4 separate regions of the Mus musculus genome follow, and all the other regions are linked to region 1. A link is a contact called in public HiChIP or PLAC-seq and promoter capture Hi-C data. All regions are on one chromosome and are shown on one strand. Each heading gives the region's core, a stretch centred on a gene start, on an enhancer-like site or on the middle of the called end of the contact. The rest is flanking DNA. Distances are from core to core; before and after follow the strand shown.

The links. Promoter capture Hi-C pulls out the DNA fragments that hold promoters and counts their contacts. HiChIP or PLAC-seq counts read pairs in DNA pulled down with a chosen protein or histone mark.
Region 2: a promoter capture Hi-C map of liver shows a contact between it and region 1, with 2.6 times the contacts expected there. The contact joins the promoter of Ptk2b here to the promoter of Pbk in region 1. A contact is called at or near these places in 5 of 39 promoter capture datasets (3T3-L1-derived adipocytes, liver, pre-B cells and 1 more) and 1 of 115 datasets of contacts at active chromatin or transcription factors (pancreatic cancer cells).
Region 3: an H3K4me3 HiChIP or PLAC-seq map of pro-B cells shows a contact between it and region 1, with 3 times the contacts expected there. The contact joins the enhancer-like site here to the promoter of Pbk in region 1. A contact is called at or near these places in 2 of 39 promoter capture datasets (embryonic stem cells and stem cell-derived epiblast-like cells), 2 of 484 Hi-C or Micro-C datasets (the G1E-ER4 cell line and embryonic stem cells) and 2 of 115 datasets of contacts at active chromatin or transcription factors (large pre-B cells and pro-B cells).
Region 4: a contact with region 1 is called in a promoter capture Hi-C map of the 3T3-L1 cell line, with 2.4 times the contacts expected there. The contact joins the enhancer-like site here to the promoter of Pbk in region 1. A contact is called at or near these places in 2 of 39 promoter capture datasets (the 3T3-L1 cell line and hippocampal neurons), 1 of 15 datasets of contacts at CTCF or cohesin (the NIH/3T3 cell line) and 1 of 484 Hi-C or Micro-C datasets (large pre-B cells).

What each region holds. Positions count from the first base shown.
Region 1 is chr14:65,802,004-65,809,584 of GRCm38.p6, reverse strand. Pbk (PDZ binding kinase) reads right to left here and starts at 3,674. Exons shown (of 8, transcript NM_023209.2): 1 at 3,451-3,674; 2 at 296-370. The coding sequence starts at 350.
Region 2 is chr14:66,276,022-66,283,602 of GRCm38.p6, reverse strand. It overlaps Ptk2b (PTK2 protein tyrosine kinase 2 beta), which reads left to right and starts at 2,551. Exons shown (of 31, transcript NM_001162366.2): 1 at 2,551-2,720.
Region 3 is chr14:65,340,285-65,347,865 of GRCm38.p6, reverse strand. No RefSeq gene overlaps it. Among named protein-coding and RNA genes, the nearest start is that of Zfp395, 15 kb to the left of the region's middle. Within about 2 kb of position 4,440, at least 394 of the 459 cell types and tissues checked have an H3K27ac peak or open chromatin away from gene starts, as enhancers often do. A contact at or near this core is called in the G1E-ER4 cell line, embryonic stem cells, pro-B cells and 1 more, where this site is marked.
Region 4 is chr14:66,143,296-66,150,876 of GRCm38.p6, reverse strand. Chrna2 (cholinergic receptor, nicotinic, alpha polypeptide 2 (neuronal)) reads right to left here. Exons shown (of 7, transcript NM_144803.2): 3 at 7,369-7,520; 4 at 6,912-6,956; 5 at 4,362-4,471; 6 at 1,058-2,090. Among named protein-coding and RNA genes, the nearest start is that of Chrna2, 6.1 kb to the right of the region's middle. Within about 2 kb of position 3,231, at least 43 of the 459 cell types and tissues checked have an H3K27ac peak or open chromatin away from gene starts, as enhancers often do.

The DNA of each region.
Region 1 (7,581 bases), core at 2,425-4,924:
TACACATGTCTTGCTGTGCAAGTCTGATGCTAGATTCCTAGATCCCATGTACAAAGATTACAGCTCCTATTACCCTCTAGTTCAAGCCAGAGGACCACTACTAGACAGGTCCTAAATTCCAGAACGACCATCAGTGAGTAGACAGAAAGTCCGGACTGTGCTATTAGATTCTCTGTTATGGTTAGCACTGTTATAATGACCAATCTTATGCCTGTTTACAGACAATGACAAAGGAATAAACACTAAAATGTTTCTAGTAGAAACAGCAACAAGAGAAGGTCTTTTGCAATCTTACCAGATTTCCTTTTTTCAGATTTGTTTGGCGTCTTGAAATTATTAATTCCTTCCATTGTAGCAATCACGTTAGGTCCTATAATGAAAACAAGCAAAGTTATATTGCAACTATCTAAAATACTCTCATTTGTGAGGAGAATCCCATAACATCATTTTATCACAGAAATATACAATTTGAGACCTAAAAATGACCTCAGCAAATAGTCCAATTTTATTTATAAAAGTAAAATTGAAGCCCAGAGATACAATGACTTTACTCACGGTCATACTATCATTGAGTAGGAGTTGTGGTTTTAACTATACAATATATAGCGGTCAGAGGCATAGCTCAGACACTTAGTAAAGGTACTTGCTGCCAAGCCTGTCAACTTGACTTCAATTCTTGGATCTCATTTAGTAGAAAGAGAGAACCAACTCACACAAGTTGTCTTCTGACCACCAAACACACTATGTGGCATACATCTACCCACACACATATACAATACATATAGAAACAACTATAATTTTAAAAACTTTTAAATATGTAACTTCAATAAAAAAAACTACCCGAAGCGAATGGGGCTGGGCTGGGGTGGGGTGGGGTGGGGTGGGGTGAAGATATCTTGTCACATCTTTAAAAAAAAAAATACTACCTAGTTCTAAAAGGTTAGCAGAAACTAGGAATGTAGCTCATGGGTAGAGTCAGCCTGGCATGCACAAAGCCATGACCTGAGTTCAATCCCCAGTGACAAAACCAAAAGGTAAATACTATGTCTCCCTCTCATACTTCCCACCAGTTACAAACGTCTCATCATCCTTTAAGACAGCCCTATATGCACACCTGTAATACCAGCACTCGGGAGGCTAAGACCGACCTGGGCAACAGGGAGACCTTGCTACAAACAAAACAAAAACAGAAACCCATGCATATAAGCAGCGTTATTCTAATAGTCCAGACAGACAACAGAAGTACCCACTAGATGCTGAATGCAGAGCAAAAAGTAACAAGCTTGCTACTGTACAACACAAATGAGCCAGGAAAACATGCCAGGTGAAAGAAACCAGACAGAGAAAGCCACACACAGATTCCATTGATGGCGCATGTCTAGAGCTGTCCAGAAACGGCCATTATTTCCTGATGGCTTAACTGTGGCGACAAACAAATGAAAAAACGAAAGAGGGTTCTGGAGATTGGGAGCTCATTTTTGGACGCTTTATTAGACATCTTGGTGGAAAGGTCGAACAGGCAGGCAAATACAGATCTGGAACAGAGCTGAAGACATGACCCTGTGGGCTTATCTACAGCAGTGGGATTAAAGCTGGGCTGCTAGATGAGAAAGGGTCTCGTGCAAAATCCTTGGCAAAGAGCAGCCTGGAGACTGTCCTTGCCACCACAGCTTGAGGACTGGATACAAAGGGCACAGTGTGTTTTTCAAAGATTAAAATACCTAGGTTTAGCCGGGCAGTGGTGGAGCACGCCTTTAATCCTAGGACTTGGGAGGCAGAGGCAGGTGGATTTCTGAGTTCGAGGCCAGCCTGGTCTACAAAGTGAGTTCCAGGACAGCCAGGGCTACACAGAGAAACCCTGTCTCAAAAAAACAAAAAACAAAACAACAACAACAACAAAAAAATACCTAGGCTTAAACATTTCAGCATTCCCTCATATTCTGGACACTCAAAAATGCCTCTCTTCCACTTACCCTGTTTGTACCAAAATATCCTACGTCCCGCCCAGCTCAGTTGTCTAATGGGACTTTTCTTTCCTGGCTGAGATAGAGCCTTAGTCTATACTGTCGTAGATCTGCATATACATTCCATAGGCATTAATTGTTAAATAACTATACTTTCTTTAACCCATATCACCTTTAGGCTTGGGGTTCAAAGGGCACATCTGACAGAGCTGGGGCATCTATTGATGGGCTTTCTAAGCCCCATTTATGTGGGTCTCCCCATTACTTAGACTACCCTGAACTGGCTGTGTACACCAAGCTGACATCCAACACGACATACTCCTGCTTCAATCCCCAAGCACTGAGGTCACATGCTTGGTTACCATGAGAACTGCTTATTTAAGATTTGACTTTTCCCAGGGGCGTGGTGGCGCACACCGTTAATCCCAGTACTCCAGTCAGAGGCAGGTGAATTTCTAAGTTCAAGGCCAGCCTGGTCTACAGAGTGAGTTCCAGGGCAGCCTGGGCTACACAGAGAAACCCTATCTCGAAAAAACAAAACAAAACAAAAAAAAGATTTGACTTTTCATTATACACCTTCCATCACCTATGTGTGTGTGGCAGGGGTGGGTGGTCTATGCACAACAGTACAGGAGCCTGAAGTGAAGGATGGCCTCCTCTGGAATGACATGTAGTTGTTTGTGAGCCACTCCACATGGGTGCTGGCAACCAGCTCAGGGCCTTTGCAAAAGCCCTGCAGGCTCTAACCAATGAATCAAGACTCCAGCGTCCCCCACCCATAACTTTATAATATTAGCACTGCTTGGCTTTTCAAAAGTATCTTTTTATTAGCATATGCTAACTCTACATGATTTCGAGTTTCACTATGAATTTTCATATAAGCATGTAAACATATTTTTTTTAATACCAGTAATCCCATGTATAAAACTCTACCCACAGCCATATTCCCTGTCCTTTCTTTGGTCTCCATTCCCTAGTTACTGGGACCCCAGGCACTCACTACTGCTTCCAGGTTTTGGGGTCCTGAAGATGGATCCCAGGGCTGCATGCATGCTGGGCACAGACTGTACCCAATGAGTCACTGCCCTACCACAGGCCACTTTTCTACTGTGGCCTCACCTTAAAAGCAGAGAAATCCTCCCCCCACCCCCACCCCCCTCCTCCTTCATGGGGAAGGGAGTGACTTTCTCCCTGAACCCCCAAACTTTCCGCGATAAAGGAGCTCAGGGTCAGGGGCTTGGAGGTGTGCGATGGCTCCAAGGGGTTCCCCTATTCTCCATCCACTATCTCCCTGGGTCCTCCCCTAGCCGCTGTGTACCCTCAGTTTGCTGTTCTTCCCCGCAGATCTCCTCCAGGTCCTCCAGTGGAGGCAGCCTCCCTCTCGTCCCCGTCCCTCCCGTCCGCGACCCTCCCCTCAGGTCCTCGATGCTCCACCCCTGACCCCCAGTCTGCCAACCACCTTCGAGTCGGCCAGGCTTTCCCTTACCACGCTCGCACGCTCGGGTAAAAAGGTGAAAGTGACGGGCTGGCTCAAAGCTGTCTGGACACCTAGTCCGGAAAGTGCAGGCTCAGCTCCCTCCCGCCAACAGCGTAACCGCCGCAGCGTTTAGGGCGCGCGCATTTTCAAAGGCCGCGGCCCGCCGAGGGGCACTGGAGTTCTAACTAAAAGCAGTCAGAAGACTCGCTCCAGAAAATGCAGGAACAGCTCCCTCCCGCCAACACTCGCAGTAACCGCCGCGGTGTGTAAGAAGCACGCTTTTTCAAAGGTCCCGCCAGAAGACTACGGGGCGGCACTAGGGTCAAAACTCACGCGTTCGCACAGTCCTCCCAGGTTTACTGGAGTTTCCAGGTTTGATTTAGTCCTAAAAGAAGAAATCTTCCAGAGCGATGGCTAGAAAGACATAGCAAGTGTCAGACAGATGCTGGCGGAAAAACAAAATATATATCTGTTTTGAAGGCAAATTACCCAAATTACAAACACTGCTCAGAATATGCAACTAGGAAGTTTTATTGCAGATATATGTGTCCTTAAAACACTAATTAGAAATGTGTAGATTTTCATTATTTGAGGCTGAGAATAAATATAGAATATTTTGAAATTTTGCTAACTTAAAAAATTATTGCTGTGTTAGTGTGTTTGTGTGTGTGTGTGTTTCTGCTACCCACATGGGAAGATCAGAGGACAACTGCAGAAACTGGCTCCCTCCTTCCCTCCTTAGATTCCTGAGATCTAAATCAGAAGGCCAGGCTCTGGCAGCAAGCTCTTATCCTCATTGAGCCATCTCACTGGCCCAGTTTTGTTAATTCTTGGAATTACCACAGTCTACTTAACAAATATTTTCAGAGCACCTACTGGGTGTCAGGTATCTGCACTTGAGTGCCCACTGCATAACATAATCTACTGTGTTCTCTACAAGAAAAATGAATTAAGTTTAGGAGAACAGGAAGACATTCCCATACCTACTATGTGGCTCAGAGACCATGTGATACCTTAAAAAAGAAAACATACAATGTAATACAAGAAGCACCAAGAGGCCTCCTCAACAGGAACGCTCTGTGCCGCATTGTGACCTCTTCAAACGGTTAAAGAAATTCAACCAGTCTGAGGCCAGATAGATAGGGACATCTTCTTTATGAAGACAGAAGTACACACAGTGGCATGACACGTATGTATTCATGTGTTTATATACATTAACACACTCATTTGTCTACTGACATTATCTTGTAAGACCCCCGAAGCTGGGCCTCCGCTCAAGTCCCGGGATGAGCTGGCCAGCACCCCAGTGGCCCGAGAGAAAACCACACCTGATGCAAACTGCAAGAGGTTTTATTATCAGCTAGCTGAGGACAAAGTCCCTCTGCCATGTAGGGCAGGGGAGTTCGACCCTGAGTGGTGACAGTAGGGGGCTAGCTGAGGAATTGGGAGGAGTTGGGAAGAGTTGGGAGGAGTTGGGAGGAGAGTTGGCTACAGCTCCTTTTCTTTCTGGCGGGGGGGGGGGGGGGGGGGGGGGGGGGGGGGGGTGATGAGCTGCAGCCTCCTCTCCAGCGTCGTCTATCTCCATGTCCTTGTAGGTCTTCCTACAATTATCGCATCTCTGGCTGTAAGGCTCAAAAACAAAAAAGGCGTTTTGCTGGCTATAGAGAACAAAGAGCTTCTTTCTGGCTGCATTTTTAGAGATCAGGGAAAACAAGTTTGGGGAACGTCCAGGGGCCTTACCTTCCAGGTAGAAACGCTCTAAGTCGGGGTCTCACAATCTCATTGGCACTAATACCTATTTTATTTCTATGATTCAGTTTCTCAAATGTTTTCACTTACAAGTTCTCTCCTCTTTCTTTCTTTCTCTCTCCCTCTTTCTTCCTTCCTTCCTTCCTTTCTTTCTTTCTTTCTTTCTTTCTCTCTCTCTCCCTCCCTCCCTTCTTTTCTTTCTTCCTTCCTTCCTTTCTTTCTTTCTTTCTTTCTTTCTTTCTTTCTTTCTTTCTTTCTCTCTTTCTTTTTTAGTATGTAGCCCTGGCTGACCCAGAACCCGATATGTAGATCAGGCTGGGAAGAGCCCTCCAGAGTGCCCTCAGCTGCTGAGCCAACTTCCAGCACCGAGATTTCTTTTCTAAGTGCGGGAGATTTTGCTCAATTTAGAACTATCTGACATCATTCAAGCAAAATAAATGTGTTGTTTATTCCTTGCCCTATAGTAATTAAGTAACTGTTGGAAATCTGTGCTGGGGAGAGGCCATCCTGCAGGCTGAAAGGAGCTCTGTCACACACAGCTATTCAGATAAAATGGAGATCACTCACAGACTCCTGCCCTCTGTTCACCCATCAAAGTCAAAGCCATTTGCATCTGAAACCTTCCTTTGCCTGTTTCGTTGACAAAGAAAAGGACCCTCCTCTTGCCTAGGGCACCCAGTCAATCCAGAAGCTCTGGAGCCCTCTCCTTCTCTCCCACACCACTGCCAACCCCCCACCCCCCCACCCCACCCCCATCATAGAGATGATAAAAGCTAAATGATGGTGATTGTATTTCGTGAGGATACACACACATATTTAGCTTTTGCTGTGATTTGTTTGTTTTGTGTGGCCCTGGCTGTCCTGGAACTCACTCTGTAGACCAGGCTAGCCTCGAACTCATAAATCTGCCTGCCTCTGCCTCCCAAGTGCTGGGATTAAAGGCGTGTGCCACCATACCCGGCTAGCAGCAAACACTCTTAACTCTTCAGCCCTATCTTAATAATTTTTTGTGAGTGTAAACGTGGTATTATATACCTCACCTTCATTAAATATCTATACTGTTCTATGTTTTTATTAAGTCTTAGGTTTTTACAAGCCTTCTGTGTTCTTTTCTTAGTAGATAATAAAATTCTGCCTAAAGCCAGACCCCAAAAGCTTCTTAATTAACCACTGCTTGTGAAAAGACCCTCCAGGGAGATGAAATTATTGGCACGGTATAAACTGAGGCTAAAGAATCAGTGAAAATAAAGGCCCTTGCCTGACAGTTACAACTATCCTGCTCTGTTTCCAGTCTTGGACCTGTTAAAAGAACCCCCAGAGATTAACCCCAGAAACACATGATCATCACAAGTTTATTGCTATTGCCTGTGAAATGCATCCATTAATTTCAAAACCTTACCCGCTAGTCAGTTGTCATAGAGAGCAGCTCTAACCTGGATCAGCTGTTTCTTGCAGTTTGTAAAGTTCTAATTGCACTGTTTCAACAAAAGAACCAATTCTGCATTGGCTCTAGCAGACTCTAGCATCAGCTCTTTTGCTTGCCTGCTTGTTTGTTTTCTGAGACAGTGATTCTGACAGACCAGCTTGTCCTGCTTGAACTTGCTATGTAGCCAAAGATGCTCTTGAGCTTGGGATCTTCTGGCCTCTTCCTCCTGAGTGCTGAGACCACGAAGCCCCATTTATGCCATGCTGGGGATAGAACCCAAGGCTTCACGCAAACAATCAAGTCACATCCCCGCGCCATTTTAGGGATGTCTGGTTTTCCAGGACTTCCTTTGAGAATTTTAATGCTTTTCTTCCTTTCTAGAGTATCGTCTCCCTCCTTCTCTATTCTTTATGGTTGCTGCATTCTAATTCTCTTTGAGGTTGTGTCCTCGCCGCTGATTGGCTAGAAGGATGGTGAGACTTTTTAGGAAAGAAGGAAAAAAAAAAGATTTTTTTTTATCGTGTTGCTTCTGTATTTACAAACAGTCAGTTCAACATGGTCCTAGGCATGTCACAAGTTCTGTCGTCCTGAGGTCTTTAGGTTCCCTGTCCCCAACTCAGGATACAGAGATGCTAGGAAGCAGGGGAGGTGGAGCATGGTGGGTGTAAAGACTGTGTGGTAAGCAGATCTTTATTGAAATGGCAATGGTTGGCTAGGGAAGTCAGGGAAGAGGGGAGGAAAAGGGACTAGAGAGGAAAGGCACCTAATTTGCATATGCGGACCTGATTGAAGACAGGCAAATGTTAATGAGCACCAATTCAAATACCAATGTAGTTGCCTTGGCATTATTTCTGAGAAGTTAGTTCTCTGGTGTGGAAACCAGAAGCCTAATTGGGTTTATGGTGCTGTGGCCTTTGTCTCTATTGGGTTGAGTAGGCCCAAGCCTGGTTTGGGAAGGAAGCAGC
Region 2 (7,581 bases), core at 1,302-3,801, 480 kb before region 1:
CACATGGATGTCCACCAACAGATGAGTGAGAGAAGACAATGTGGTACACAGACACACACGAGTTTTATTCAGACACAGAGAAGAACAAACAATTATGTCATTTTTTTTCTGAAAAATAAATGAAACTGGACATCACTGTGATAAGCAAAATAAGCCAGACTCAGAAAAATATCAAACGCTTTCTTTTATATGCAGAATATAGATTTTAATAATTATATAAATTGACCTTGGTGGTGCTGGCTGCTTATTCTTCCTATTTAGCCAGAGGAAATAGTGAGACTGTCTAGGGCAGCAGTTCTCAACCTGTGGGTTGTGACCCTCTTTGAGACTCAAATGGCCCTTTCACAAGGGTCACCTAAGATCAACAGAAAACACAGATATGTGCATTGTGATTCTTAACAGAAGCAAAATTACAGCTATGAAATAGCAACAAAGGTTATTTTATGGTCGGGGCGGGGGGGGGGGGGTCACCACAACACGAGGAACTGTACTAAAGGGTGGCAGCGTAGGAGGGGTGAGAACCCTGGAGGAGAGTGAACACCAGCCCAACAGGCAAGACACTGGGTAGTGAGTTAGCAGCAGAGTACCTGTTATAATGAAATATGCTCGTTTTTTTAAGAAGTGACCAAAAAAAGTGCTCAGAGAAGTTTGAAGGAAATAATATGCCAGGTAAAGAATACAACGTGTGTGCACACAGAACAGAAGACCTTACTAGAGCAGAGATATGGCTGTAGTTCATATGTGTGCCCACATGAGGGCAGCACACACAAACCCAGCTAGTCTTCAACAGTCAGCCAGCTGCCATTCCCTCAGGTAGATCTCGCTTTACACCACAAGACGCTTTACCCACTCTTTCCCAAGTGCAAGGATTCAGAAAGCCACCCCCTGCCAACACCTTACGCCACCCCACTGCTCACACCCTCTGGTAGTTTTTTTTGTCCTGTGGTCATGTACCCCATACGCTGTTCACAGTCTTCACTGCTCCCCCAACTCTACCCCTCCACTTGTCTTTGAGTGCAGATAGTTGATAAATGGGGCCCTTCAGGATGGTAGAGAGGGTCCTGCTGGCCCAGCAGATGGCAGGGTATATTGTGGTGTTGAGGCATTTGAGGGTGGGTGACGCTAGCTTTAGATAGGGTTTTTAGTAGACATGGAGGATACAGCTAAAATCTACATTTTGTTACATCTTAAGACATATGAACTTTATAGCTTTAATTGATTTTATGATTATTGCTATTGGTTTTTCGGGACAGGGTTTTTCTCTGTAGCCTGGCTGTCCCGTAACTCACTCAGTAGATCATGCTGGTCTTGAACTCAGAATTCTACTTGCCTCTGCCTCCTGAGTTCTTAATTAATTAAGTCTGCTTTCTCTTGAGAAGCCATCACCACCACTCTGAAAGATGAGTGTTGGTAGCTTCTGATGGTCTCCTGGGGCAGCAGGTCTGTTGAACTTGGAGGTGGGGTAGGGTGAAGAAGTGTCATCATGAAAACTGTGGCTTTCACAGGGAGTTGGGCAGCTTGATGTTGCAGTCTCAGGACTGCTACTATCAGAGACAGAACTGTGACTAAACCCCAAACCCCAAAGGGCACAGGATAAAGATGTCTGGGGCAGGGTCTCCTGCTAAGTCCAGCTCACTGACCTCCACTTAGGAGAAAGTCAGAATCTTTCTCGGGCTAGAGAAGTAAATGATGTCGCAACTTAGTACTTTAGATCTGCCTCAAGTACCACTGCCTTACTGATGCAGTAAAGAGATGGCCAGCCTCTTCGGAGGGTCACGGATACAAACTGATGCAGGGAGAGGGCCACAGAAGAAAATCATTGTAAGGCTTCTCTAGTCTTTTCTGGTTTTGTTGTTATTAATGCTGGGTTGGGGTTGGGTTTTGGGGTTTGGGGTTTTTTTGTTTGTTTGTTTGTTTGTTTGTTTTGTTTTGTTTTGTTTTGTTTTTGAGACATGATCTCTTTCAGCCTAGCCTCATCTTGAACTCACCTCATAGCCAAGGATAGACCTCCAGAGCGTTGGAATTACAGATATCCACCACCTACACTCAGTATTATGCCTTTGGTTCTGGGAATGGAATCCAGGCTAGACACACATTCTACCGTCTGAGCTACATTCCCAACCCCTTCCCCGACTGTTTTGGGACTGTGTTCTGGTCCTCCAGGGTCTGGGCTCAGAAACCCAGTCCTAGGTGTTTCCAATCCTGTACCAGTCATATCGGGCATCCCTAATATTTATCTGACCTAGGGTGAGGGCCATTTCAAGGTGTGGAGCCATGGGGGCCACTGCTGAGAACATGGGTCAGGTCTGGTGACTAAAGGCTGCAGAGAAGGGTGCCTGGAAGAAGCCAGGTGTGGTAGGAGTTGGAGGTCAACCAACTGCAAGAGGTCCGGAGCACCTGAGGACCCCAATTGGGGCCCTAAGGCAATGGGCTCTGGCCCCCGGGTCAGCCGGGCAGCTCCAGGAATTGCAGGCGGCATCTATTTCAGAGTTTATGGTAAGAGGTTGGAGCCTGCACACACAGACAGCACACCCCACCCTTTAAGGAAGTGGAGAGGAGAGCAGCAGGGGTGTGGTTAACGACCGAGAGGAGGAGGGGGAAAAACAACCTGTCAGCCTCTTACTCAGCCTCTGCAGGCAGAGCCGCGCGTCCTACCTGCGGCGGCTGCGCTCACCTGGCCCAGCCCGGAGCCCTGGCCCGAGTCCGCGCCTCGCCCGAGGGTAAGTCCTGCGTGTTCCTACCCAGCGCCGGGGTCAGGGACACTTCGATCGCTCGACTTAAGTGGAAAGCTGGAGAGGGTCTACAGTTCCAGTCCTTCGGGAAGCTTGAGAATTCCTGGAAAGGTAGCCAAGGACCCAGAAAGTCGGAGGCGCGGAGCAGGTGCTTTCCCTGAGCTTGCCGCCCTGAGCTAGGGGGTTAGGGAGGGCGCTAGAGAAGGCATCTATTTTTGGAGTTCTTTTTAAGACTAAAGGGTGTTTCTCCCTTTTTGTCCTGTTATCTTATTCAGAGAGGGGCGACTAGGGGCACGATTGAAATCGGCTCAGCAACAATGCTTGTCTCTAAAGGTTGGATTTGGGAACTCCGAACCCAACCGAGGGCTTCAGAACCCAACTTCAGCTCTAGCTCAGACCTCTGCCCAGGCACGGCGCGCTCTTCTCCACAGTGCCCTTCGGCACCCATGTGGCCTATCTTCCCACCCCTGCACCACCCCTATCCCCAGCCTCTGGGACGTTTTGTTTTTGTTTGTTTGTTGTTTTTTTTCCCTGAAGCTGGAGCTTTAAGACAAACGGGGTTCTCCAAGAGGAACCATACCATAGTGTGTGTAGTGTGTGTAGTGTGTGTGTGTGTGTGTGTGTGTGTGTGTGTGTGTGTGTGCGTGTGTGTTCGTGCTGAAGTTCCAAAGTTCACACCAGCCGCACTGGCTCATTTTGAAGCTGCTTTCCCCATGCCCCTTGAGGGTTAAGTTCTGGGCTGCTGTTCCTGCTGCCAGGCTGTGCGTGGGCAAAGCTTTGGGTGGGTGAACAGCGAGCATATGGGTGACGTTCTGAGGCCCACCAAGTCCTGCCACCTGCCCTCACCCTCAGCCAGATGACACCAATATCTCCCATCACCCCTATACTGGAAGCAAGATTCCGATTCCGCTGTGCTCCTTGAAGAAACCAAGCTGGGACCTGAGGGTTGGGTGTGTGTGTGTGGGGGGGGGGCATTAGCCCGGGAGAATTGGAAAGCAGGAGGGAGAAGAACCTTAGCAGATCTTGTACCAGTCTGGAGCCCGCTGAGACAATGCATGGTTTGGAAAGGGTAGGGGTACCAGGCAGCCGCAGTGTGCTCAGGTCAACAAACTCTTGCGGTTCACAGTAGCTACCGGGTGGGGGCGGGGGCGCAAGAAATGCAGAGCAGGGGGTGGGGGAAAAGTGACTCACGACCCTAGGAAGGAAGGAAGAAGTCACATTCATAAGAAAGACCTAACTTTGGCAGGACAGTCTGCCTTCTTTCTTTCACTTACTAGCATCCTTCCTGAACCCAGGTACTCCTGTCAGGTGAGGGGAGACGGAGGAGCCTGTAGCTCCAGCTGCCCAGCTAGGGCGGAGCTAGGATGGGCGGGACTGTCGTGAGAAGAAATGAAGTTCCACCAATTACAGTGCCAGAGGGTGGGCAGGGCTGGGCAGGGACAGGTCCTGAATCTGTGGCAGAAGCAACTAAGAGAACTGAAGATCAATAGGGATTAACTAACCGAGGAGAAGAAAGCAGGTCAGAGCCTGAGAAGTACAAATCCAAGGGCTAAGAGCGGCAAGAGATACCGGGGAAACCGAAAGTAGCCAAGAAGCCCATCTTGTTAGGAGCCTAGAGTTCAGGGGCCAGGAGGAGCTGCAACCTTAAATAGAGGATGCTCCCCAGCCTAGGAAGGCGTGCTCAGGCTGCCATGGCAACTCCTCTAGGAGCAAAGCTTGGAACCTCAGGCTGCTTGAAACTTCCCAGGGTGCCTCCACTCCGGGATGGAGGTGCCAGATTTAGCAAATGAAAACATGGGGCATTCAGATTTGAATTTTAAATGTACAAATGTGTTGAAGACTTGGTTCTCAGCGTTAAGTATGTCTCATGCAGTATTTGGGATATACCTAATACTCCGGCGTTACTCACAGTTTATCTGAAGCTTTACTGGATGTCCTGAGTCTGTCTGGGACGCGGAGGCTGATGTTCTTCCGTCTAGACTGCGAACTAACCCAGCACCTCAAGAGCAGGCTCAGGGCATATTTATTTTGTGACAAATCCTGACAGGTCCAGTTGGAGGCTCATTCTAGGACTGGTCATGATATTGCTATTGAGAGAAGAAAAGCAGCACCCCAGACAGCTTACACATCTGCACAGCCGAGGGAGGGTCTAGGGACCGTGAAAGCAGCTTAGTCCACTTGGTAGTAACTTGGAAAGACACTGGACCAATGGTCCTAGATTCAGACCTATGGGGAAACTGTTGGATTCGCTGAGCCTCAGAGCCTATTTGTCGAGGTTTAGGGTAGGAGCCTTGATAATGTATGAAAGCCCCACTTGAGTGCTATGTATATTAACTTGAAACGACACATTCACAGTGACGGAAAGAGCATCCACAAAGTGCCTGGGGTGCCATCTTCTCCTGTTCGAATTTATAGAGTGTCTGGAGACCGCAGGGAACCTGCATTGGCTTGGTTCCTGTTTCTAGTGAGAAAAGTTTGTCTCTCAACAGAGGCGGGAGGGAGAGTGAGACAAAGTTATTTCCTCAGGGTTCCTTGCCCATCCAGGACCCTGCTTCAAAGACAGAAGAGACAAAGGGCTCTCTTCCTGGAGGGCAGCAGGTGGGGAGAGAGGACTGGCTCAAACCTTAATTAACTGGAGAGAAATATGGATGGATGAAAAGAAAATGTGCTCAAAACACCCAAAAATGCACCATAAAATTAGGTTTTCATTATCGTTTGTTTTATAATAACTTCCTTATTAGAAAACTCAAGCTGGGGCAAGAAGAAGGAAGGGCACCCAGTGAAACAGGTTCTGGCTTTAATGAGAACATTCCTAAGGAGACCTCCTAAAAGGGGAGAGAGAGAGAGAAAGGGAGAAGAGAGGGGAAGGGGGAGGGAGAGGGGGGAGGGAGATGGAGGGAGGGAGGAAGGGAGGGAGGGAGAGAGAGAGAGATTCCCTTGTGTACTAATGGGTTGTATTAAACGGTCCTTTTCTTCAGTGATGAATCTCTGCCTCCCCAGCCCAGCCCATTTTGTCCCCAGTCCCTTAAGGGTGCCATTTATCCGATAGAAATAGATATATTCTGCCAATGAAACATTCAAATGATATGTTGTTTATATTTACATGCCCAGGGCTGTGCTAGATCTCACAGAAAAGGCAAGTGTGGCTACAAAGGCCCACCAGGTTTTCAAGGAAAAGAAGCATTACACACACACAGAGAGAATGTGGATGCATGTGTGGGGTGCAGGCCACACAATCTATCAGAAGTCATTGCTCCCCCACACTTCTAACTAAGATGGACAAAGTTCCTCCTAGCATTCCTCCCAGAGTTATCATGCCCAGCTCAGAGACGCTCAGGAGCTTTTGTGTGCAACATTCCAGCCTCACCATTTTTCAGGAATAGAAATCTCCCTAACCCAGGGCTGCTTAGCCCTTCCTGATTGGTGCAGTCCCCAGTCTCTCATACACAGCTGGGGATTTATTATCTCAGACTACCTGGCCTGCCGGGGCAATGGGAACTTCAGGGAGTTAACTAAGAGGCGGAGACCAGAGAGGCACAGCTGGGATGGTTTGAGAGTCAGAGCAAGGATGAGAGAAGGGAGGGGTGTGTGTGTGTGTGTGTGTGTGTTGTGTGCTTCTCTTATCTTTCAGGCTGGCCTCAAGACAAGGGAGGGAGAGCAGGACCCTGGTAACACTAAAAAACAGGAACTTAGGATTACAGTGACTAACTGGACCTTCTCTGTGACCTTCTGGAGGTCATTTAGCTGTGGCTTCCTTATCTATAAGGCAGAGGTGGTAAGATGATGTCATCTGCATTAGCCAGGACACAAATAAAAGAGAGGTGACAGCTGCCATCACCCAGGGCAGAACAGGAGAGCTCCCTATTGCCCCCTCCTGAGTCCTGTGCTGTGCTGGGTCAGCCTGTGAGTGTCAGAGCATTGGAAATCTAGTGGAGAAGCCAGGCCCTGAGAGCACTGGGGCTGTAGACATGCACCAAGAAGTATAGACTATTGTTTTATTAATTAATATTATCCCTGAGAAGGGATACTCACATACCAACTTAATAACCTCTGCCATACATAAAACACAACAGACACACAGTAGATACTCAGAAGTGTGAACTCTCCCATGTCTTGAAATTTATGGGCTACATCTGAGCCTATAAGAAACTACTGGTTGTTGTGGTTGTTGTTGTTGTTGTTGTTGTTGTTGTTGTTGTTTTGTTTGACTGTGTAGCACACAAGTTTGTGGTGGGGCAGGGATGGAGTGGGTGAGGGGGTCGAGCAAGTGCCTGTGTATGCTTGGTATAGGTTAGAGGTCAGCCTCAGGCATTATTATCCAGAATGCCATCCATCTTGATTTTCCAGATGTGTTGTAGTTTCCCTTCCTGTTGCTGTGATCAAGTTCTCTGGCAAAAGCAGCTTAAAGGTGGGGAAAATACAGTCAGCCATGGCAGGGACGTCAAGGCAGAAGTCACTGGAAGCAGCTGGCCACATTATAGCTTCAACCCATACATGGTGTCCCCCACAGTGGGCGGGTCTTTGCACCCCAATTACTGCAATCAAGACTCTCCTACACAGGCAACCCCAGATCTTAGATTCTGTTGAGCTGACACCGCCGACCACCACAGGTTCATTTACCATGAACTTGCTCATTCTGCCCGGCCAGGGCGTGGCTAGCAAGCCGCAGGAGCAAGCCTAGCTTAGGGTGACCAGCAAGCGGTACAAGCTTAGTCTCTCCGCCGCATGGATCAGCTGTGCCATTTCTCCTGCCTGCTTCTGCTTTAAGTTTTCTGAGATAAGGTTATCCTGTGTACCCCATCTTGGCCTCAGACAACCATCGCCACTCCACCTGCTGCACCTCTCCCCA
Region 3 (7,581 bases), core at 3,191-5,690, 460 kb after region 1:
GGATACCTCTTTTTTTTTTAATTTTCTTTTTCTTTCTCTTTCTTTCTTTCTTTCTTTCTTTCTTTCTTTCTTTCTTTAGAGACAGGGTTTCTCTGTGTAGCCCTGGCTGTCCTGGAACTCACTCTGTAGACCAGGCTGGCCTCGAACTCAGAAATCTGCCTGTCTCTGCTTCCCAAGTGCTGGGATTAAAGGCATGCGCCACCACCGCCTGGGTGAGGCTTTCTTTAAAAGATTGTGTGTACTGTTATTGCATTCTCTTTTTAAATTTCTTTTATTTATTAGACTCTCTCTCTCTCTCTCTCTCTCTCTCTGTGTGTGTGTGTGTGTGTGTGTGTGTGTGTGTGAGGCATACACACACGTGGCACCACATGAATGTGCAGGTGAGAGGACTCCTCTCACAAATCAGTTCTCTCCTTCCACCATGGGGTCCTGGGATTGTCCTCAGGTTTTCATGCTTTCTGTTTGGTGATCCATCTTGCCACCCTTCCTCATGCCTACCTGCTTTGTCATGTATTGTCATGGTTGCCCTTCAGTTCTCTATGTAACCAAGGATGATGTCCCGGAACTTCTGTTCCTCCTGCCTTCACTTCCCAGAATGCTGGGATTACAGGCATGCACCAGCAGCCCTGGCTTCTGCAGTTCCAGAGCTAGACCCAGGAGCTCAGTGCCTATCAGGCAGGCACTCCACCATGTGAGCCGCCGCATCGCCAGCCTCTCTGTTGACTCTTTGAAGGGAAGAAGTCAAGGAGTATTGCACAACACACAACAACGTTTCCAAAACTTGTCTTTCCAAATTCCTCTCCTCAGAATTAAACTCCCACATCTGCAGTTTCTCTCTGCTTCTCTCTCCCCCCTTTTTTCCTGCTGTCTTCAGCCTTGCTTTTCTTGTTTCTCTCTCTTCTCCAGGGACAATGGGAGTGCTGTAGACCAGCTCTGCAGAGAACCTAGCAGCCTGCGCTCACCAGGTAGAGAGGCTCCTCCCCCACAGGAGTCAAGGAGTAGACAGGGCCTAGGATTCTAGCTATCTCAAGTGTTTAAATGGATTCACTAATTTTATATTTCTTTATTTTATTTTATGCATATAACCATTTTGCCTGTCTGTGTGTCTGTGTACCACATGTGTCAGATCCTCTGGATCCGAAGCTATGAACCAACATCTAGGGACTGGAAACAGAACCCCTGTGTTTTGTAGGAGCCACAAGTGCTAGTAATCGCTAGCCACCCCGTTTCAGCTTTCCTTTCCTTTCAAAATGTCTGTGCCGATATCCTGGATGTGTTTTCAAGGAGGACACACAACCCACTCTCCCCCTCAGAATGTCCGTTGCTGACCAAAATGCAAAAAGACTGTCCACCCATGCTTTTTCTGGATGACGACATAGATCTATGCTCTTTCTGGATCACCTACACCCTTGTCCCTGGTGATCCACTCAGGTCTCCATCACTGAAACTATTCAGGAAAGAGAGTGACACACCAGGGACCCTTGGTGTCTAAGATTTAGTGACTATGAATGTTTCTGTCCCCGTGTATCTTTCAGCTAGAACCAACTAATAATTGTTATCAAACTTCCTTCCTTCTCTCCCTCCTACCCTTCCTCTCTCTCTCTCTCTCTCTCCTTTCATATCACTAAGAACCAAGAGTACTCTCTCACAAACAAGAGAAGACAGCTCTGGAGTGCTTGCCTAGCATCCATGAAGCCCTGGGTGATCTCCAGGTATGACAGTGCTCACCTGTGGAGTTCTCGGGAGGTGGAAGCTGGCCATCACCCTTGGCCCTGAATCCAGTTCAAGGTCAACCTGAGATTCATGAGAGGCTGTGCCAGCAAAATAAGATAAATATAATACATAAATAAGCTTGGTCTTAGCAGTCTTAGCAAGCTGTGGAGACTGAGGCAGAAGATCATTCATTCCAGGTCAGCCTGATCTATTTAGCAAGATCCTTTAAAAATGCATACATTTTATAAAAGCTAAAATCTCCGTCTATATTTTATTCACGATTCAGACAATTACAGTCTCCCGAGGTTAAGTGTTATCTGTCTAACCCTCCTTTTGTGCTGGTTGAAGTGTGTCCTGTTTGCAATTGCAGTGATACTTCCTGAAGAATTGGGCTTGCTGTCTAACCCACATCCATGGGACACACACACTTGGCATGACTCATTACGGGAAGTAGAACACTTAAGAAGTGATAGTTGTGGCCAGCACCCAACTTCCATTATTCTAGGAGGGAAAAATAAACTCCGTGCCAAACTTATTAGTCAGACTTCTTTTTAGAGATAAGTAAGAGGAACTCGGTTTATGCTAGCTTAAGCAAAAAAAAGAGCAGACTTGTCTGCTTAACTGAGAAATCTAGAAACACTTCAGGCCATATTGCACACTGGTCAAGAGCTCTAATATGGAACTAGACCCATTCCCAGCTCTGGAGAGCCCAAGTTTAAACCTATTTGTAATGATTTAGTCTCTAAATTTCTCATGTCCGTTTATCTTAGTAGTTTCATTTATTTTTCCTACCTCAAAAGAGCCTCCCTTCCCCTGAAAGGACTTCCTTCATATATTAGGGAACACAGTTTGTTGGCAACTCACAACTCTGACATTTCAACTTAGCAACTCTAGCAGAAAACAGCCTTTTCTCTCCCAACTACCTCCTTGTTTGTCATGGGGGTTGGGGGAGACGACTTGTAATTGACTGCGGTGATAAAAAGCCCCACCCACTAGACCACTGATCCCAGAAAGGGTAGGATTCTAGGATGGTGAAGCCAAATGAAACCACAGGGAGAGCTGGCAGAGGAGTTAAGAGGGCTGCTGCTGTTCCAGAGGACTGGAGGTCAGTTCCCCACACTGGGCAGTGCACCACAGCCTGGAACTCCAGCTTCGGGAGATGCAGCACCTCTGGTCATTTGGGAACCTGCACTCACTCACATATACCCACATGCAAGCACACACACAATCTAAGATAATAATACATCTTTAATAACTAACACCAGGGAATAGAGGACTGATGTTCCAAATTAGAGACACTAATGACAGAAAATCACACGTCCTCACACAATAGGGTCAGCGCTTTGGGGGGTGGGGTAATTCAAAAGCCTCCTGTTCCCTTCCTTCTCTATGTTTGTGACTTCTGACTGACTAGAGTCTTTATGTGGTGTGCTTCAAGTCCTCAGATATAAACCGGTTAGGTAGTGGTAATGGATACAGTAGCAAATACCACGTACAGCTACAGTTTCTCCGTGCTTTGTATTTTTCAGATGAATGGAAACTCATTTGAGGAAGGTATTGCCCGGTGTTCGCTAATTTTTGCGAGTTCATTTGTGGAGCACATTAGGTTGTGTGAGCAGCCCTCTGGCTCATCCTAGTTAGAAAAACCAAGCACAAGCTATTGAATTGCCTAGAACAACCCCCAAAGGGCTTATTTGTGTGTATTGTGGCCAGATGCAAGCATGTGAACTACGTGAGGACCAGCAAATGAATCAGTTCCTGGAAAAAAAAAAAAAAGTGGCAGAGACCCACTCAGGAACAAGCACGCAGCAGGCGTCCACCTCTTCGAGCAGCAACACTAGAAACACCGCTCCATAGTCCTATCCTAAAGGATCCAAGAAATTCAGGGCCTAAAAAAACGATGTGCATGCAACCCTTCACCAACCACAGTACTGTGTGTGCAGGGTGGAAGGCGCAAAGGCCAGGAGGAGCTGTGCAGCCACTAGGAACTTGTTTGAAGACTGCGCTGCGCCGGATCATCCAGCTCCTATCCAGGCCCACCGCAGCCCCGGCCCCCAGCCCGTTCCGCTCCCTCAGCTTGGAACTCCGGGCCACGTTTTCGCGCTTGCTCTCCCACCCCCCTCCGCCAACACCGGGTTACTGCTCCCCCGCCAGGAGTAAACAAGCAGCCGGAGCCCGCAGCCAGTAAGCCGGGCCCCTGAGCCCAGTTTCCTGCGCCAGCCCTAGCAACAGGCCCCGCCCCCACGACAGGCCCCGCCCGCATGCCTTCTTCCACTCCCACCCCTCCGTTCCTTCTCTCGCCGGGTCCCGGAGCGCTAGAGGCCCGGAGCCTTCAGCCAGCCTCCTCCCAAGGGACCGCCCCGCCCACGCGGCCCCGCCCACGTGACTCGCGCTATGGGCCGGAGAGAAAAATAAGCTGGGGGCGTGGCCAGATCCCGTCCCGCCCCGCCCCGAGGCCTGCGCGGCCTGGCTCTGCTCCAGCCCGCGAGCCGGGCTGGGCTTCGTGGCGGCGTGTATGCCGCTTCTGTTTCTGCAGGCGCAACGCGCTTTGCTCCATCTTCCCTATAGCCTCTGCTCGGCTGAACCTCTTAAAGTCGCTGCCTGAGCCCCAGAATCGGCCTTTCGGTCCTTAAACGTATACATTCCGGCGGCGTAAACGCGCACCCCTGCGCGGTCAGGGTGGCGCTGGTCGCCCTTTCCTAGAAGGTGAGCGAACTTGAGGTTCAGGACTGAAGAGATCCACTGTCAGACTCCACCTCCTGTTGCTTCTGTCTGGTCTCTTACTGGTCAGTGTCAAATGACTGACCACTCCAAACCTGCAGCCCAGTCTCAGCCCCCGCCTCATCCGGGGACAGCACAACTGCTATAATGGAGCTAGGCATAGCTGGCAAAGAGAGGTGGGAGGCCTTCCCAGCAGTACTTTCTTGTGCCTGTGACAAGAGGAAGGATTGTTCAGGCCAGAATTCCGCAGCCCCTTTCTTCACCTACTTGTTATCTTAGGCAAATCTTTGCTGGATTCCAGAGATAACTTATAACCCGGAGGAGGAGCGACAGTAACTACCTAACAGAGATGATGCACAGAGTAACACCAGTAGATAAGGTGTTCAGAATAGGGATTGGCATCCAAGCTAATAAAAAAAAAAAAAAATCACTCAGGACTGGTCACACACTGTTGTCTTTTTAACGTGCTCCCTGCTAGTACCTGCAGCAGCCTGACAAGGCTTTAGGGGCCTGAAGTCAAGGTTTTTTGGGGGGAAGGATGGAGGAACAAACAGGGGATCTCTTTACAGGCTAAGGCAAATGCATCTTATGGCTAGTAACCCTTGAAATCTTGTGGGATTCAACCCAGACCTTGTTCCTGTTATTGTAGCCGTCCACCACTGAGCTACACCCCCATTCTTCTTTGTACAGATTAGTTTGAGAACTTGTGACTCTCTTTCCCAAACAGCTGAGCTTACAGACTTGAACTACCTGATCCAGCACCGAACACGTTTCTAAGTGGAAGGAATGTGCAGTGAACGATCTGTGGTGCCAAGGAAAGAGGTGTGGATGGTGGGGTCTGGAACAGGACGAAGATGGGAGTCTGAGAAAGAAGCTGGCCATAGACCCAGACAGGACAGGGAGACACTACAAGACCCTGGTCTTTTATTCTGACCCCTCATTCCATAAATTACACAAGTGATAGTGTGCTCAAGTTTCTTCAGATGGAGCCTTTTTGCTCTCTCTCCTTTATCAGGTCTCTCTATTAGCCTCAACTCCATCCTGTGGGTACTGGTGGTTAACAAATGTTTCAATGTGTGTTAAATGAAAACTTATATACATTACCCTCTGGGCCCATAACTTTATCTCCCTTCCTTCTTCCCTCCCTCCCTTCCTCCCTTCCTCCCTTCCTCCCTTCCTCCCTTCCTCCCTTCCTTCCTTCCTTCCTTCCTTCTTTCCTTCTTTTTTTATTTTATGAGGCAGAATTTCTCTGTACCCATACACCCATGCAGTCTCTCACACGTACACATAGAACAGAGATAAATCTTAAACATATTTAAAGGAATTTTTGCTTCCTTATGCAACTCCAGAATTATAGGAAGCCAAGAGAGGTATTACCTGGGGTATACAGCCAGTGAGACTTAGAACCAAGTTTCTGCTTCCCAGCTGACTGTTAGGGCCATCATGCAGGAGTTGGAAGGGAAAATAGTACAAAGGGTGGGAGCTGGAGCTGGGGAGAGTTCGGTGGGTAAGAGTGCACAAGCATGAGCACTGAGTTCAAATCCCAGTGTCTGCCTGTGTGAACACTTGTAAAACAGTACTTTGTTGGGGCATAGGATCACTGGGGCTTACTGACCTAGCTCCAGGTACATTAAAAAAATCCTGTCTCAAGGAAATAAGGCCAAGAGTCATAAAACAGGATATCCAATGTCCTGGTCTCTCACGCATGGCCACACACACATACATTTTCTCAATCTCTCTCTCTCTCTCTCTCTCTCTCTCTCTCTCTCTCTCTCTCTCACACACACACACACACACACACACACACACACACACACACTCACACTACACGGGACTTGCAAGAGCCAAGAGAACTTCATTCAGATATCAGGGACACTCACTACAAGAGAGGACCTGAGTGGTGGTCCTGGCTCAGTAAGATTTGGACCCCAGGGAAAGAGAAGTTGTGAGAGAGGAAGCGGCGTCTTACTAAGGCTGCAATGGGCGTTTATAGGGGCGAACAAGGAAACCAGTTGGCTTAGAAGAGAGGTTTGTGTTGAGTCTCGGTATGACAAGGTGTTGGAGGGTTGATGAGGCCAGATTTAGAGAAATTCTAACTTATGGGATAAATTTTGACCTTTGTCTATGGGTAATAAAGACAAAAAAACAACAACAACAACAACCCTGAAATCAGTGAACAGGGTGCTGAAGCAAGACTGGGTACCGGGCAGAGATCTGCCAGCTCGGTCTGATTTGCATCTTTTGCAGACAGTTGCTTGCTGTATAGTCATCTCCCACTCACAGGAGACGCTACCAACTAGTTTTCATCTATTTCATTTCCAAATGAACATGATATTGTCAGGGAGCAGAGAAGCTCCGGAGAGGGTGTTCAAGAGAAGCAGTATGCCTGCTGAAGACTAGATACTTTCATTGGGATATCTCATTTAACCCTCACCTTCTGTCGGGGTGTGCTACTTCCTCATTGACGCCCATAAAGTTAGACTCTTGCCAGCCTAGTGACTTTTATTAATAATCATTTTCATTTTAAAAAAATATTTATTTTAGTGTATGTGCCTGAGTGTATGTTTGTGCACCACATACACATAGGAACCTGAAGAGGTCAGGAGAGGTTGTCACATCCCCAGAACTGACAAATGGTTACTAATGGTTGTGAACCACCATGAGGGTGCTAGGAACTAAATTCAGGTCCTCTTTGAGAGCAGCAAATGCTCTTAACTACCCAGTGGTCTGTTTAGCCAGCCTATCATTCTCATTTTTGCTACAGGCAAATGGGCAGGTTGAAAACTGAGCTCAACAGTTCCATAGACATCTCTTCTGATTAAAAAGTAGTTATGACATACTACCAAAGGGTTGCAATTAAAAAGTATTGTTTCAGTTGGTCATGTTGGTGCACATGTATAATCCCAGGACTGGAGAGTCAGGAGCAGAGGGCTAAAAACTCAAGGCCAGACTGGGCTACACATTCTCAACAAACTAAGGGCTTATCTCACTAGTAGAGTATCCTGGGTCAGAGTATTGCTTAAGGGAGAACTGTTCAACTCTACACTATATCACTTGTAAATCAGTTCCTCAGACCTAACCCAAGTTTCTCCATCCCTGCATGTCAACAGCTCTGTACACATGGACAGCCTCCTTGAAGCGCCCTTC
Region 4 (7,581 bases), core at 1,982-4,481, 340 kb before region 1:
GAGGCAGTAGTCACCAGGCCACCGAAGGCTTGCAAAGCCAAGGTTATCCCACACATAGAGATGGGTGGAGAGAGAAACAGGCTTAGCTCAGGGCTGATACATCCCTGGGAATCCCATTTTATCTTTTCCCATTTCCACATACTGCTAGGCTCAGGAGTCCAGAGGGACATGAGGAGACACTAGGCACAGGCCATCAAAATCAGGAAATTTTAAATGTAGCTCATAGTAGTCCCCAATAATGTGCTGTCCCATGCTACTTCCCCACACACCTGAAGGGGACAGAAAGAGGCAGGTTGTAGCCCAGGGCAAGCCAGTGTGGAAGAGCTGGAGCTTTGTAGCTCTTCAGCTCACAGGCCAAGCCAGAGGATCTACATTCTTAGAAATTTCCAAATTAATGATCAATGTTCTTATCTACTCAATAAGATTGTCCCATAGTAACCTTTCACTCCTCCTTTGGTTGGTAAGGGGACAGCCAGGTTCTGAACACTAAGTACTTACTATATGCAGCCCTGGGGGAGGGGAGCCTACCCTGGTTCAGCTGAGAATCTGCAGGGTTTGAGAGTGACTAGGGAACGTCACAGACTGCCCAGAGCCCAGATGGAGGAGACCCTCTACCACAGGGTAGTGCAGCGGCCAGCCATGCACTGAGTGGATGCGTTTGTATTTGGTTTCTGTACCTTCTCAGAGCAGTCTATCTCCCTGCCCTGCCCCGCCCCACCCCGCCCCTCTCATAGAGGGACTGCCCAGACAAAGACAAAGCAGATGGAGACCAGCATCTGAGCTCCCCAATTTCCTCACTCTCCCCCACTTAGGTTGAAGAGAGGGGGATGGACCCTGTGGTATTCTGCCATCGGCCAGGAAGTAACCAGAGGACTTCTAGCTAGTGTTTCCCTTTCATGATCAAGTCCAGACTCTTTGGACATGACTGAGGGTGACTGGTCCTTACAAGAAGAAGGGAAAGGGTTGCCCAAGGGCATGCCCTGGGCTTGGATTTTTCCCTGCTAAGCTGGCAGAGTCACCCACGGGGTGGGGAGGGGCTTTCCTCATCCCAACTCACCGAAGAGTCAGCATCCTCAGACCTCAGGTGGTCAGCAATGTAGTGTACACCTTCTAGTGCTTTCTGTATTTGAGGTGACAGCAGGATCTCACTAGCCTGGGATGGAGTCTTGGCCTCAGGCCCCATGGCCCTCAGATGCAGGCTGCCATGGCCATAGAGGACACCCATGGAAGAGTCTGGGAGGCCTGCACACATACATATGTTTTCATCTTCTTCCTCCTCCTCCTCTTCCTCTGTCTCCTCCCTTTCTTCAGCATCCATGTTGGTCTCCAGCCAATGATAAGTGGGGCTGAGCTTCAGACCTGGAGAGCCATGGAGCTCCATGGGCGGCAGGGGCCGATTCATCATCAGCCACCGGGGCACCCGGCCTAGCAGGGCCACCCTCACCCAGTTGGGCATGTTGTGCGTGCTAGGGGAACGGTGGTGGACATTGAGCACGAAGACTGTGATCACAATAGAGAGGGTGACGAAGATCATGGTGAAGAGCAGGTACTCGCCGATGAGTGGGATGACCAGTGAGGTGGATGGGATAATTTCTGTGATGAGCAGCAGGAAGACAGTGAGGGAGAGCAGCACCGAGATGCACAGCGTGATCTTCTCTCCACACTCAGAGGGCAAGTAGAACACGAGCACGGTGAGGCAGGAGATGAGCAGGCACGGGATAATGAGGTTGATGGTGTAGAACAGCGGCAGCCGGCGGATAACGAAGTAGTAGGTGACGTCGGGGTAGATCTCCGCGCAGCAGTCGTACTTCTTGCTGTTATAGGTTCCGGTGGCGTTGATAATGGCCCACTCGCCGCTCTCCCAGTAGTCCTTCAGGTCCACCGTCCGCTCCATCTGCTCCAGGTCGATCTTGGCCTTGTCGTATGTCCAGGAGCCAAACTTCATCTTGCAGTTCTGCTGGTCGAAGGGGAAGAAAGTCACGTCGATGCTGCAGGAGCTCTTGTAGATGGCTGGGGGCACCCAGTGCACAGTGCCCGTGAAGAAGAGGTGGGCCTTGGTCATGTGGGTCACCGCAAACTCCCCGTCTGCACTGGGAAGAGGAGACAAGCTGGGATCCTGCATATCTGCCTCTTCCGTGAAGCAGGGCAACTGAGTAAACAAACTCACTATTGACTGGCTAAGTAGAGTCATCCAAGCAAGGGCAAGATAAATCTCTCCTACAGACAGACGTATCTGAGTTGCCTTTTCAAATACCAGTGTTTTAATTGCAGAAGTAAAAAATTTAAATAAACTAAAAAAAAAAAAAACCACGATTGCCATTTTGATGTCATAATTATATATCTGACTGTCATAAAGACTATTCCTTAATTTTTCATATTTCAAATCATGGGACATTTATAGTCTGATCCTGTTATTATCCATTTAGTATGTTGAAGTTTTTGTGGTTGTTTTATGAGACAGGGATCTTACTATGTGGCCCCAGCTGGCCCCCAACTTGCTGGCTGGATTTAAACTTGTGATCCTCCTGCCTCAGTATCTTGAGTTCTGGAATAACAGGTATTCTCCACCATACCTGACTAGAGTAAAGGTTTTTGAGTGTTTTGATCTCCCTCACGATTAAATGGGAACTCAGTTCCAGAGGAGGAGGATCCTAGATCTTGTACCCAGATCTTTTTCGTTCCTTTCCAGACGAGACTAACATTTTGGCTGGTGAGGAAACTCCCTGTACTCTGTGCATTTAGCACAGTATTTGGGGCCAGTTTCATCTACCAGGGCCTGTACCTGAGGGATGTGAGATGTGGTTCCTGCCCTTGGGGAACCACATGGAAATGAAATATAGTCACATGACATCACCATGCAACTGGGCATTTGGAATGCTTCTGAGATCAGGAGGGACTTCTGGCTGGGCTCAACAGGATTACTGTGAAAGCTTAATTAGTTCTTGACCTGGGAGGTGAGACAAGAGCATAAAAACAGGAAGCCTCACAAGAACAAGGAAGAAATCGGCAGGCAGGACTCCATAGGACTCTGGGTTTCCCTGGGTAGAAATAGTCTTTAAACTCCACCCCCAATTCCTACATTCAACCCAAACCGGTAGTGATAATTTCGGTCATTTCACATAACTACCACTAGATGGCAGCAGGCCCCCATTCGGGGGAAGAGGCCATGTGACTTCACTGACCCTTTGCCTATTAACCTGCAGGAGGGTGTCGTTCACACACCCCTTAAATGCAGCTGTTCTGACTAGCCTTTGTCCTACCAGAAGAACTTGATGCAATCAGGTATTAGCAACCAGCTGTCTTATTGACAATTTAAAAACTCAGATAAATCTGCTGCTGGGACTTTGTTCCTGATCTGTCAGAGAGAACCAGAAACTGGAAGGATCCTAGGTGCCACCTCAGGGCACAGAGATGGGGCCTGGGGAACTCGGGGCATATGACTCCTGCAGAAGCAAACAACAGGTGTTTAAGGCTTAGACCACCAGGGGGTGACTATGCTATCCAAAATTATGTCACATGCCAACCCCCCCCCCCCCACACACACCACCACCAAGAACCTTCCATGCCTATTCATATCTCAAGAAGGTAGCAGTGTCCCCCAGAGACCTGCTTTAGAAAATGTTAGCAAGAGACACTGCCATCATTTAAGTATTAACGTCTGGATTTCTCTGTGAAACCTTACCCAAGCCAAAAAGGAAAGAATAAGTTTTAGTTTCTTTTATGAGAAAGTGTGTGTGTGTGTGTGTGTGTGTGTGTGTGTGTGTGTGTGAGAGAGGGAGAGAGAGAGAGAGAGAGAGATGCCAGTGCACATGAGTATGTGTCTGTGTATATATATGCATGCATGTTTGTGTATGTGTGTATGTATGTATGTATGTATTAGAGAGAGAGTGTGTGCTGGCACACATGTGTGAATAAATGTGTGTATGTGTGTGGTGTGTGCACATGTGTGGGTAGTGCTTGTGCATATTTGAGTGTGTATAGGCCTAAGGCTGCCATCAAGTATCTTTCCTTGACCATGCTCCATCTTTACTTCTTGAGACAGGTCCTCAAGAATCGAAGGCTTGTCTGGCTAAACTGACTGGTCAGTGAACTTCTAGGATCTACCTGTCTCCCCTATCCCCAGTGCTAAAGTGCTCTCTCTCTCTCTCTCTCTCTCTCTCTCTCATACACACACACACTCACAGAAACAGACAGACAGACAGACAGACAGACAGACAGACAGAGCGAGCCAGAGTACCACTCCCAGCTTTTATGTGACCACTGAGGATTCAAACAGATTTTCTTGCTAGCCCAGCAAGAGCTCTTGCTCGCCTAGTTCTCTCCCCTCCCAGATGCACTTTAATTAGTAACTGGCTTCTTACTTGTTGTAGAGAACAATGTCTGGGATCCAGATCATCTCTGAGGGGACGCGGAGGGAGGTGATGTTGCCAAACTCAGCCGGGTCCCAGCGCAGCTTGTAGTCATTCCATTCCTGCTCAGGGGAGTGGTCACATCAGAGCACTGCCCCACCGGGACCTTTAGGTGATCTGAGGAGCTGTGGGACTGTAGCACCCCTGTGTCCCTCTCCTAGCCCCCACAGAATCCACAGAGTCTATGGCACGAGGAAAAGGCTGCTATGGGAATAGGGCAAACCATTTCTGATAAGCAGCCCATTTTGTTCCGACTCTGGTAGTGAAAATCCCAGGCAGCCAGTGCCAGCACACTTGGCCCTCTAGCTGTGCCTCTGGCCCTTGTTCTGATGCTCCCCACTTAGTGAATCTGTTATGCAGTCACTCCTTCTCCAGGCAGGGCTTGCCAGAGACAGCCAGGAGAGTTACCCATGACCTTCCAACTATGCTCTGGAGACCTCCTGATCCAGGGAGTCCCAGCAGGAAGAGGATGCTCTAGGTCCCAACTGTGTTCCACCAGAGCAGGTCCAAGTGCATTTTAAAACCAGATTTTGTTATTGTTTATTTGTTTGTTTCATGCACAAGCTGGCCTCCAACTTACTGTAAAGGTAAAAAACGACCTTAAACATTTGCTTCTTCTCAGCCCCTCTTCCCAGGCTCTGGATGGAGTTCATGAGCCCCATGCCCAGTGCCTGCGGTGTTGGGGAGTCAAACCCAGGCAAGCACTGTATGAAACGGAGCTTTACCCTTTAGTTCCCAATACCGAGCTCTTATTCCCTCTCTGGTATATCCTTTAGGATTTCAGGTTCATATATTTGGGGACACTTACATCAAATGGGGGCATCTGACGGCCATAGGTCTAAGACAGATGAGCCACCCCTTCACAGATGGGGAGAAAGGAGCTTCCAGAGGGTTAATAACTTCTCCAGCATTTCAGGCTAGTCCTGGGCAGCTGCAGAAGGCCTGGTTCCACCACTGTGCCCTTTCCTCTCCTCCTCCACAACCCTGGCATGAGTGACCAGGACAATCGTGGTGATCGAGGATCTAGGACCACACCACCCCCCATGACATGACTGCACACACCTTTTAAAGCTTCCCCCTCACTCTGGTTCCCATTGGTTCATCCATAGAGATGAGGCTCAGACCCTCCAATGACTCCAGAATAAGCAATAGCAGAAGCAATTGGCTCAGAGCAGCCCCTGACCCAAGTAGCTATCACGCATCCAGAACCCAGTGAGTCGGGGGTTGTGTGTAGAACCCCTACAGTGAGCAAGGAACCTATTTGAAAGACTCTGAAATGGCATTGCCTTGGTGGGTTTCTGCCTGCTGGCCTCTGAGTCAGGGCCAGTCAGGTACCCAAGGGGCCAGAGTAGAAAGCTGAGGGCAGGGGTTAGCTTTCCTTTCCCATGTCCCTTTGTCATCTCCACTTTAAGGCCTTGGGATTTTCTGGGATGACAGAATGAGCCTGCCCAACAGTGGCCCATCCCAGAACTCCACACACACTCTCCTTCCATGGAGAAATGGTATCTTTGTCTCTTCCCGACTCTAGATTCTTTACTGACTGTGCCTATAGAATGAAGTAAGATGGAGGCTAGATTGCTATAGATCCATAAGTGGCTTTCAGCTTCTACTTTCTGTCTCTTGTCACTCAGGGAGACTTGAAGACACCAAGTGAGAATCCATCAAATCAACTGCCAAAGAGACCCTAGTGAAGGAACCTGAGAGTGCGCATGGAGGACCCCAGCCTTTCAGAATCTTCCAGAGCTTTCCAAATATCCATGTAAAAGACAGACATGTAAGGCAGTGGCCCTCAACCTTCCTAATGCTGCAGTGCTTTAATACAGTTCCTCGTGCTGTGATGACCCCCGAGCAGAAAGCTATGTCATTGCTATTTCATAACTGTACTTTTGCTACTGTTATGAGAATAATGTAAATATTTTTGGAGATAGAGGTTTGCCAACAGGCTGTGACCCAGAGATTGAAAACTGCTGATGTAAGGGAAGCCATTTTAGACAGTAACACACTAACCACAGCTGGCCAGGTGCCGCCAAGTACCTTAGTCACCATTTGAAGCAGAGAAAGCCATCTGACCACCAGACCACAAATGTGTGATAAATGGGTCATTGCTTTATGCTTGTGAGCTCTGGGGTCATTTGCCAGGTAGCACAGACTCTAAGCCACTCCTAGGAGATGGACCTTGGAGCTGGGCATACCTGGGTACCCCCTTGTCCTATGATGAAGGGAGCCGATTCAGTGAGCTGTCTTGTAAACCTGGGACTATGAGATGCTTGTTCCTAGAAAGGCATCCCTTGGTGCTGTGGGTGAAAAGAACAGTTGAGTAAGAGACTGGCCAAACAAAAGCCAGCCCCCGGAGAGAGCAGCCTGCAGTACCACAGCTGCCTCACCTCTTAGGTGACTACTGATCATGACCCATGAATTTAGCATCTTGCCGATAGATAATGAGGGTCCTAGAAGGGTCTGGAGACTGCACAAGTCTGCCAATTCCTACTATGGAAGACTCACCTGCTTTAGCCAGACATTGGTGGTCATCATTTGATTCTTCTCATCCTGGGGTAGCAGAGATAGAAAGTAAAATAGTTGGGGTATCTGATGAACCATCCCAGAAGACAGAGTGTATAGGAGGCACTTTGAGGATCTACTCATAGGACACTCAAAGCCCAGCCACCCTTCCTGTCACCAGTACTCTGATTCCTCAGGGTCACCCAATCACAGAGGAGGGGAGTTGAACATGTGTTTTAGACAACCTATGCTCTTGGGGGCTCCAAGGAATGGGAACAAAGGGACCATGGCAACACAACAAGGTAGCTGCATGCTGTGTCCAGGGTGGGCTTTGAGGGCTGGTGGGAGAAGGGCTGAGCTGAATCCAAGGAGGACCAAGAGAGAGATCGTGTGGGCTGGGGGCGGGGGGGGGTGGGGTGGGCGCTGATTAAGGGAGTGCAGCATGAAAAGGCAGGCCCACCACATCTATGAGCTGTGCAATGGATAGTCCAAAGCGCACGATGACCACATCGGAAGTGTTGGGCACTGGCCGTGCCCAGCGATTGTAGCCTCCAAAGAGGTGTTTGAACAGGCGGTCCTCGGCATGGGTGTGCGAGCCTTGCTGGGCCAACACTGTGAGATAGGGACAGAAAAGAAAGAGTGAGTCTGCATGAAGTCAAGGAGGTGAGCCTGT